Regions from separate parts of the Sus scrofa genome. Here region 2 is linked to region 1. Evidence: chromatin contacts called from public Hi-C data. All regions are on one chromosome and are shown on one strand. Each heading gives the region's core, a stretch centred on a gene start, on an enhancer-like site or on the middle of the called end of the contact. The rest is flanking DNA. Distances are from core to core; before and after follow the strand shown.

Region 1 (5,088 bases), core at 1,073-3,572:
GTCCGCCAGAAGATGCGGCTGGGGGCTCGGAAGTGGTAGGGGCCTCGGGACGGGTTGGTATTCATGCGCTTGCGGAGGAAGGCCAGGTACTTCACTGTCAGAGAGGAGCATGTCTAAGTTGCAGTCGGACGCCGGACGCCAAGTCCCCCCAGGGCACAACCATTAGTACCGGGCCTGTTTGGATCAACTGCCAACGGGACTACTTTTGGAGCCAGTGAAGCCTGAGAAGCCCACAGCCCAACCCTCTCCAGCCCTCTTTGCAGGCCCTAACTTACGTTTGTTTCTGTAAAAATTGCCAGAAATGTTGATGCCCTCACAGCGCACAACCACCACCTTCCGGCCTAGAGTGAATGGAAAACCAGGCGTCAAGGAGGGGAAAGGTTAAGGACCCGCCTGTTACCCAGGACCCTGAAAGAAAGGAGACCCCTTCCTGCCTGAAACTGGCCACAGTGCACAGGGCAGGCGGGGAAGTCTCCTGCCCAGTCACAGAGCACTACTCGGCAGAACGTTCAATCTGTTGGACCCACAGAAAAATGTCTGAACGCAGAGCCCCCAACCCGGGAGGGGAGGCGGCTGGCAGGTCTCAGAGCGGTGCATGGGGTTGATCTCATGGTCGTGAGACTCAAACGAAAGATGGTGATTGTTGCTCATCACTGACCTTGGAGCTCAGATCCAGGGGAGCTGTGGACCAAGGGCAGACTTACCCAGAAGTACCTGCTTGGCCACAATGGCCGCCAGGCGGCCCAGGAGATGGCCTCGGCCATCGAGCACCAGCACCTGCTGGAGATAGGATGAGAGGGCTCAGAGGCGCCCACAGCCTGCCTTGACACCCCCACCTCCATCATTCCTTCCTACGTGTTCATTTCACCCGCTTCCCAGGGTGCCTGCTAAGCTGGCATGAGACCCAAGGTTCCCTTTACAGATGAGGCCAAGAAGGTCAACAACTAACTCAGGATCCTGGTGAGTGAGCTAAGATACCAAAGAGTTCCCCTCCAGCTTGCTCAATTGGCAGGAATTTCTGTACTCAGATTACGTTTGATGGTAAAAGAAACTACAATGCGAACCAACCGTGGCCACACTGAGCATCCAGGGAGAACGTGGGACCTGGATGCAAGCTGTAAAATCTTGACAGAATCCCATCCCGTCCCTATCTCAAAGGGTTGCTGCATGAATGTCAAAGCGAAGAAAACCAAGGTTCAGGGTGGGTGATGCGAGACAAAAAAACCCATGCTGGCCCTGTGTCTCCGAGTGTGAACTGGTCAACTGCTTAATCCATGGCTTGTCAAGAGTCAAAGTCCCCGTATCAGGTGCTTGCTATACAAGTTGGGATTGTTGAAAAGCAGCGTAAAAGGCTACCGACGCTAAAGCCAGATTCCCTGCCAATGTGACTTTGATCAATCAGAACCCTCCAATCTCCAATACCAGCCTCAGGAACACTGCGATAAATTAAACGAATTACACAAAACATAACGCAAGCTGTGCCAGACACCGTAAAAGCCGGGACGCATGTTCTGAGAACCCTATCATATGCCTGGCTCCAAACTTGGTTTTCCCTCCCTAACCATAGACCCATCACGTGCAGACCCCCTCCAGAACCATCCTCCTTTTATTATCCAAGAAGTCACACAAAGAAATCAGGCAGTCAGAGCACGGCTGCTGCTGCCTTCCTTGAGGGCCTCCAGGTGCTTAAGGGCAAAAGATGTGGAGAGCGGTAGAACATTCCATCCCAGTCCTCAGCACCAGCAGGACTCCATCAACCCCGAAGCAGAGGGACAAAAACCAGTTGGCTCCCGCATGCCCTGTAGGCAGTTTTCTCAATCCACTGCAAAAGATTTCCTGCCAAAATACCCACAGTTGGGGAAGAACCCAGGAGGCCGAAGGAACCCACGGCTCTGGCCGGGCCTAAGTACCCTCCATTTTGGCCAATCCTCTGCCGCCGCGGGGCGGCCTTCCGCGTGCTTCCCCAGCGCTGGGGACACAAGGGTCTACTTGGGCCAAGAACAAGGTAAACGAGACCTAGTTTTTAAGTATCCTTTCTTGTGCTGAAGGCCCTAACACGGCTCCTCAAGGGAAGAACGACGCCGCATCCTGGCCAGCCCAGAACGCAAAAGCCATCTTAAATAGCCGTTTTGGACTCCTCTTACCCTAATGGCTTTCTGTTTTGGTCAGTTATCGATCCTAAATTCCTTCCACAGCACACTTGCGGGGGAAAAGAGGTCCAACCTCGGCCCGACCTGCACGACCCCGACCCCACGCCGCCCCAGCCCGCGCGGAGCCGATACCTGCCCCTCCGCCATCTTCGGCAGCTGCCTGGGAAAGAAGGAACTCTTGGCGCAGGGTTTCTTATCCCTTGAAACAGGGGCGGAAGAAGTGACGCAACAAAGGCCGTTTCCCGTCTTTTCATTGGCCAGAGTGTCGAGCGCGTGCGCAGAAAGGCCCCACTGCAAGGCGGGTCTTCTTCTGGCTGACCAATCAGTGTCGTTCCCATCCGACCTGGGCGTCCACGGCTATACCGGGAGAGATCGCATTGGGGTAGGGGGCGGCCCTGCTGGGGCGGGGCCCTCCAGCCTCCGCCCCGGTATTTCTGAGGGGCTAGCAATCCTCGCGCGAGCTGCCCGCGGGGTTTGCAGAAAGCGGGGTGGGCCCAGGGCTGGAGGCGAGCGCCGGGAAGGCGGGAGGAGAGAGGCAGTTACTCCCTAGAGCAATGACTGGCTGCTGGGCGCGTGGTGGCAGCTCTCAGTCTAGGCTTAGAGATCTGGATTCCGGTGCCTGTTTGGCTTCCTTGCGACCTGGCCAAATCCCTGGCCGTATCTGGGCCTCAGCGTCCCCATGTGTCAAGCAGATGGAGCTAATCTTCCCGATGAGGTCTCATGTTTGAAGGCATGACTTCTGGATGCCTGAGTGCCCCACAATGAGCTTCGGACTCTCTGGACAAAGCTTTTGCTTTGGCTGTGCCACTCGGCTGGGATGGCCTCCCCTCCACCCCACCTTCTAAGATGCGGCCTGAGTTCTTTGCTCCAGAGAGCCTCCATGATAGCTCAGGCTGGCTCAGGTCCCTTCTCTGGGCTCCCACAGTTGCCTATACCGCTTCCATTAGAGCGTGTGTAATCCTGTACTCAGGGCCCTCTGTGTCCCTGTCCTCTCCAGGGACCAGGAACCCTGAGAGGGCTGGTCCCAACCTCTGGGCCCCCAGGAACCTCAGAAAGTAGGTCCTGAATGAAACGTTGCCTTAACTGCAAAACCAACACCCAAACCCAAACTGCGCCATCCACACCCTGTCCCCTCACAGACAGGCCAGGCTAGAGCTGGCAGAAAAGAATGATTTATATACAGTTTCCTGGGGCTAAGGGCTTTGTACAGAGGGGGGAAGGTGGGGCCGGGGTCGGGTGCTGGCGTTGCCTCCATCCTGGGGAGACAGTAACAGGGGCAGCGTGGCCAAGGAAGGGACCAGTCTCTAACTGATTTCCTCCAAGTTCCGCTCTGTGTCCTCTGGCAGGTGACTCCTCTCTCTGGGCCTCGGCGTCTTCCTCTGTAAAACGGGATGGTAGATGACTCGTGGGCTGTCTGAGGCTCCACGGTCAGAGGAGAAGAAGGCCCATGCTCAGGGCTCAGCACAGACTCGGGGCCCCAAACAGCTCCATTCACAGTGAGCTCTCACTGTGTGTTGCGGCAGCCCTGTCCAAGAGGACTCTCTGCAATGGTGGAAGCATTTTAGTTCTGTGCTCTCCAGTACGGCCATGGTACTGACCTCATGTGAATGCTGGGGACACCTCAAAAAGAAAAAAAAAAAAATTCCCTTGTGCATGGCACATTGGGTTAAGGGTCTGGGGCTGTCACTGCTGTGGTGCCGGTTCAATCCCTGGCCCAGGAATTTCTGCATGCCACGGGTGCAGCCAAAAAAATAAAGAAAACTTTATCTTTACTTTTAAAAATATGTGGCTACTAGAAAATCGAAAGTCACACGTGTGGAGGAGCTCCTGTTGTGGTGCAGTGGGTTAAGAACCCGACTAGTATCCATGAAGATGTGAGTTTGATCTCTGGCCATGCTCAGTGGGTTAAGATCTGGCGTTGCCGTGGCTGTGGTTAGGCCAGCAGCTCTGATTGGACCCCTAGCCTGGGAACTTCCATATGCTGAAGGCAAGGCCTTAAAAGGAAAAAAAAAAAAAAAATCATATGGGTGGGAAGTTCTCTTGCGGTGCAGCAGGCAAAGGATCCACTGGTGTCACAGCAGTGGCTCAGGTGGCTGCTGTGGCGCAGGTTTCATCCTGGGCCCAGGAACATCCACGTGCCATGGAATCCTACACCCGTGACTTGTGTTCTATTTCTGGTGACTTCACTTCCATGGTAGGATTATTTTGAGAGTCTTTTGTAGGGTAAGGAAGCTGAGGCAGAAGAGTGACAAGGCACTGATGCTGGAATCAGAAGGCCCAGAGTCAAACCTTGGCCATGAGTTCTGTGACTTTTGGCAAAGGATTTACTTACTATCTGGGCCTTGGTTTTAGCCTCTGTGAAATGGGCATAATAATGGCACCAGCTTTTCAATTAAGTGAGTTCATTTTTAGAAAGCTCCAGTAAAAGGCCTGAGGCACTGGGACACTCAATGTGCCCCAAAGTATTTTTTTTTTGTTTGTTTGTCTTTTAAAGCTTCGCCTGCAGCATGAAAATTCCCAGGCTAGGGGTCCAATCAGAACTACAGCAACCAGCCTATACCACAGCCACAGCAATGCATGATCTGAGCCACATCTGCCACCTACACCACAGCTCATGGCAATGCTGGATCCTTAACCCATTGAATGAGGCCACGGATTGAACCTGCGTCCTCATGGATACTAGTTGGGTTCTTAACCCACTGAACCACAGTGGGAACTCCCACAAATGTTTCTTGTTAGATCCCTCTGGGCCCATCGGGAACCCACGGGCCCCTCCGCTCCTTCCTCCCTGGGGCAACTCCTGCCTCCTGCCCCCACTCTAGTTCCCAGGTTCACCTCCTGGGCTTGCTGCTGTCCTGGGCAGTGAGCCCCAGCTCCTCACCTCGCCTCTGATGCCTAGATGTTTCTGTGCTCTTTTTCCATCTCCCACCCCCATCCA
Region 2 (5,088 bases), core at 964-3,463, 300 kb before region 1:
GACACCTGACGAACGTTCTAGCAATGAAGCCACAGAAAGCCACACGTTCTATCACAGGGCACTCTCCAGTTAGCCTTTCTTAAACCAAAACCATCTATCTGAAAGCAAAAGCAGACCAGCAGGGCAGCAAGAAACCCAGAAAAACCTCAACAGTAAATAAACCTCCAGACAAAAAAAAAAAAAGTAGTGGTTGTTATTTTGTATCTTATCACTAATGGATATTTTCCAAATTTTCTGTGAAGTACATAGATGTTTTCTGTCCAAAGAGTAAAGACAGGCATGAAAAAAATGTATCTTTTAAGACCTTAAAGAATAAAAACAAAACAAAAAACCTAAGCAAGCATGCTCTCCCCCTGGGCAGGTGGTGCTGGGTGGGATTCCAGCAAGGTCTGAGATCAAGAAGAAAAGCAGAAGGTACTGGGGGAAAACCGGGGGGGGGGGGGGGGCGCGAGGTTCCCTGCTTAAGTGTCTGAGATGGAGGATGGCTGCTGCAGCGCTGGCTGTGAAGGCACCACTGCCAGGGCGCACAGCGTCTGAGAAAATGCACTCAAGGCACACGACTGCAAGAGCCTTTGGGGTCCAGGTGGACGCACTTAAGGACCCAGTCGGTGTGAGCTCCAGAGACACACGTATGGGAAACCCCGCTGACCACGTCTGAATCTGGGATATGAAGACCAGGGGTGCTAAGCTCAGGTCTCCCCTGGAAGAGCAGAAAGCGCATCAAGATGCAGGACCACGTTTAAGGATGAGACCTAAGTGCGATCCCACAGGAGAACTCACACCTAGGCAGGGGAGGGCACGATTTGGCTGTTTCTCCGACCTGGGATGTGTTGTTTACTGCACAGGAAGCCCATTTAGTACTTGGAGGGAGGATAGAAGCCTCAGGGTGCATGTTTAAGGACTCAGGAGGCGCTTCTGAACCAGTAGACACAAATGCTAAGAAAGGGGGAAGGCGGCGGAGGGAAGGATTACTTTTAAATTTAGACAGACGTTCAGAGTCCGGATGGCTACGTATAAAAGTCCATGACACATTTTTAAGGCTCATGCAGACCTGCCACAGCTCCCCGCCAAGCACAACGCCGGGGCAGAATGTTTTAAGACAGCTTGAGCGCCAGGATAGAACGCGCATCCCCGCGAGAGTGTCACGGTTCGGCAGTCCGTGAAGCATTGAGATGTGGCTTTACCGCTCCAGAAAACCTTATAGAGCTTTCTGAGAAGTGTATGCATGTTTCATGGCTGGCGAAGCATCTGTAACTTAGGGTACCTGCGAAGCTAGATGTCGAAGCCTGCAAAGCTAGACTTGCAGCGATCGGTAGGGGCATCCCACATCTGCGCGAGCGTGCAAATAAATCCTGGGCGCACACGCCACGGGCGCCGTGGAGGGGCGCGTGGGCCCGAGGAGAACGCCCCCGAGGGCAACACCTGGGCGCGCGCGAGTGCAAGACGCGAAGCCCCCACTCGCCGCCGTCCCCCAACCCCCTCCCCCATTTCCAGATTTCCTGCCGGGAGAGCGAACAACTTTCCCATTGGAAAAACAAGCGCGCACGCTGCCCGCCCCCCACCCCGCGTTTAAATCAGGCCGCGGAGTCAGCAGTAATCTGAGCGCTCCCCGCCCCCGTACCCCACCCCCGCCACCCCGGCCCGAAGGCGAAACAAAGGGGAGAGACCGGCGCGTACCACCTGAGGGGTTTCACGGGGGAAGCCGGCCCCAGGCGGGACCAGCCTTCGGGCCACCCGAAAGACCCCTAAGAGAAGTGGGTCGCGGACAAAGACGCCTGCCGGGGAGAGGGGCCTGCGGGGGCGGGGCCGTGGAAAGCTCTGGAAAAAGGGCGGGGGGCTCACCATGGGAGGGGCCGAGCGAGCCCGGATCCGCGGCGGCTGCGGACCCCGGGGACTGGCGGGCCAGGAGCGCGAGCGGGCGGCGCGCACCGTGAGGAGCGGCAGGGGTCGGCCGCGACCCCCGAGGGGGCCCCCAGCGCCGGAGCGGTGCGGGGCGCGGCGCGGACGGACCATGGCGGGCGTGGGCCGAGCGGGCTGGGGGCTGCCACGGGCCGCACGGGGGGCTGCGGGTTCCACCGACTGAGGGGCGAGGGCGCGCGGCTTCGGGGGAGACGGGCTGGGCTGTACCAAACGCGGAGGACGCGCCGCTGGAGAGGGGTTGCTGCGGCCAAACCACTGTGGTGAGCGGGGGAGCGCGGCGCCTACCAAGAGCGTCTGCGAGGGGGCGTGGCCGGCGTGTACCAAAATAGAGCTAGGGGAGCCCCGGGAAAAGGAGAGGGTGTGGGGGGCGGGGAATTCGACAATTGGAAGATACTATGGGCCGAAGGGGAGGGACCCAGAGGACGTGAAAGAAACAACTTCGGCGGGGGCGTGGCAGGAAAGACCATGCCGAAGCGTCACGGGGGGGGCGAGAGGAACGTAGAGGACGATACCAAGATCGGGATGGGGGGTGACATACCGGGAGACCGTACCCTGAGTCCCAGACCCTCGGAGCCGGGAGACTATATCAAGACACATCAGGAAAAGGGGGAGGAAGGAGTAACAGACCTGGGGGCAACGGAACCTACGTAGAAGTTTGGGGATACGGATCGTACCAGGCCTAAGGCGAGGACTTGAAGGCTGTGACGTGGCTAGGTGGGCCAGGGACCACAACTCCCAGCGATCCCCGCGCGGTATGGGCGGAGCCAGAGGTCCCTGGGAGACACTGCCAGTGATATCTGCGTGCCAACTGGCCCCCGCGCCTTAGGCTCCACACGCCTCCCTCCGCACCTCCTCCGGCTTCTTGCCACCCGCCTTTCAGGGCCATTCATTGATTCGCTCATTCACTCAAGAATTAAACGACTGTGTATTCACTTACTAGAAGTTGTGTAAGATTTCTTGTTTCAATTTCCCTGTTTCTTAAATGTGGGTAATAACTAACCATTCATTCATTGATTCTCTCATTCACTCAAGAATTTAACGACTGCGTATTCACTTACTAGAAGTTGTGTAAGATTTGTTTCAATTTCCCTGTTTCTTAAACGTGGGTAATAGTTAACCCCAAACGGTTATGAGGAACAAATGAATTAAGAAAATAGGGAGTTCCCGTCGTGGCGCAGTGGTTAACGAATCCGACTAGGAACCATGAGGTTGCGGGTTTGGTCCCTGCCCTTGCTCAGTGGGTTAAGAATCCGGCGTTGCCGTGAGCTGTGGTGTAGGTTGCAGACGCGGCTCGGATCCCGCGTTGCTGTGGCTCTGGCGTAGGCCGGTGGCTACAGCTCCAATTCAACCCCTAGCCTGGGAACCTCCATATGCCGCGGAAGCGGCCCAAGAAATAGCAACAACAACAACAAAAAAGACAAAAAGACAAAAAAAAAAAAAAAAAGAAAGAAAATATTAGGGGAGTTCCCCTTATGGCTCAGCGGTCAGCGAACCCGACTAGCATCCATGAGGAATGGGGGTTTGATCCCTGGCCTCGCTCGGGGGGTTAAGGATCCGGCGATGCCGTGAGCTGTGATCGCAGACGCGGCTCGGATCCTGAGTTGCTGTGGCTACAGCTTCGATGAGACCCCTAGCCTATAAACTTACATATTCCGCGGGTGCGGCCCTAAAAAGAGAGAAAAAAAAAAAAAAAAGACCAAAATAAAATAAAATATTAGGAAAGGTATTTGGTACAGTAATGACCTAAAATGGTAATTTTTCTTTTTCTCCTTTTAAAACCATTAGTAGCACCGTTTCCACTTCTATGCTGGGCAACGAGTATACTGTGATGACCAAAACAAACCAGGTCCATTGTAAAAAAGTAATCGCAGTTTGTGGTTAAGTGGTATAAAGAGAACAAACACACAGGAGAGTGGGGTGGTGACCATGAGAAGTCAGGAAAGTGACCATTAGGCAGCCTGCAATTCCACTTGGGCTGGAAGAGTGTGCTAAAATGAGGGGCACAAATCTTGAGAGTGGCAGAAGAGGGAGGCCAGCGTGGCTGGAGCAGAGTAAGGGTAGAGCAGCGCTGTGGAAGTGTGGAGAGTGGCCAGGTGCCTTGGGGTGGTATTTGGACTTTAGTCTCACCTTGCTTGGGAACCACCAAAAGGTTTTTGGCAAAGAAGTGGCACAGTCCCATTTACATTTTAAACAAATCATTCACAGAAGGCATAGCATCATGCATACAATGTCTCTACAACTCTACAGAAGAAGCTGCACCCAGAGTCACCTCTGAGGACAGAAGGCAGCAGCAGAAGTGGGGGAAAGGGGTCCCACGGGTGGAAAGCAGAGTCAGTTTATTCCTTTAGACGGTTTGGGATTCTTCCCACATGCAAAGTTCACCTACCAGAAAATAATTTTTTAAATATTTAAATCTCCTTCTCAGATCCACCTATCAGAGTATTGACAATAAAAAGAAAAATAAACAAATGGGATCTAATCAAACTTCAAAGTTTCTGCACAGCAAAGGAAACCCTAAACAACACAAAAAGACAACCCACAGAATGGGAGAAAATCTTTGCAAATGAATCGACGGACAAGGGATTCATCTCCAAAATTTATAAACACCTTCTGCAGCTCCATACCAAAAAAACAAACAACCCCATCCAAAAATGGGCGGAAGATCTAAACAGTTCTCCAAAAAAGACATACAGATGGCCGAGAAACACATGAAAAGATGTTCAACATCACTCATTATTAGAGAAATGCAAATCAAAACCACAGTGAGGTACCACCTTCCACCAGCCAGAATGGCCATCATCCAAAAGTCTACAAACAATAAGTGCTGGAGAGGGTGTGGAGAAAAAGGAACCCTCGTACACTGTTGGTGGGATTGTAAATTGGTGCAACCACTGTGGAAAGCAATATGGAGATTCCTCAGAAAACTAAACATAGAACTACCATGGGATCCAGCAATCCCACTCCTGGGCATCTACCCAGAGAAAACCACGACTCGCAAAGACACATGTACTCCAATGTTCATTGCAGCACTATTTACAATAGCCAAGACATGGACACAACCTAAATGTCCATCGACAGAGAAGTGGATCAAGAAGATGTGGTACATATATACACAGTGGAATATTACTCAGCCATTAAAAAGAATGAAATACCGGCATTTTTTGCAGT

What was found. Hi-C and Micro-C count contacts between places; a contact is called where the count stands out from the background.
Region 2: a contact with region 1 is called in a Hi-C map of liver, with 5 times the contacts expected there. The contact joins the promoter of PTOV1 here to the promoter of RPL13A in region 1. A contact is called at or near these places in 1 of 5 promoter capture datasets (liver) and 1 of 47 Hi-C or Micro-C datasets (liver).

What each region holds. Positions count from the first base shown.
Region 1 is chr6:54,562,027-54,567,114 of Sscrofa11.1, reverse strand. RPL13A (ribosomal protein L13a) reads right to left here and starts at 2,322. Exons shown (of 8, transcript NM_001244069.1): 1 at 2,283-2,322; 2 at 705-777; 3 at 276-341; 4 at 1-94. The coding sequence starts at 2,297.
Region 2 is chr6:54,862,717-54,867,804 of Sscrofa11.1, reverse strand. It overlaps PTOV1 (prostate tumor-overexpressed gene 1 protein), which reads right to left and starts at 2,213. Exons shown (of 12, transcript XM_003127351.5): 1 at 1,843-2,213. The coding sequence starts at 2,013.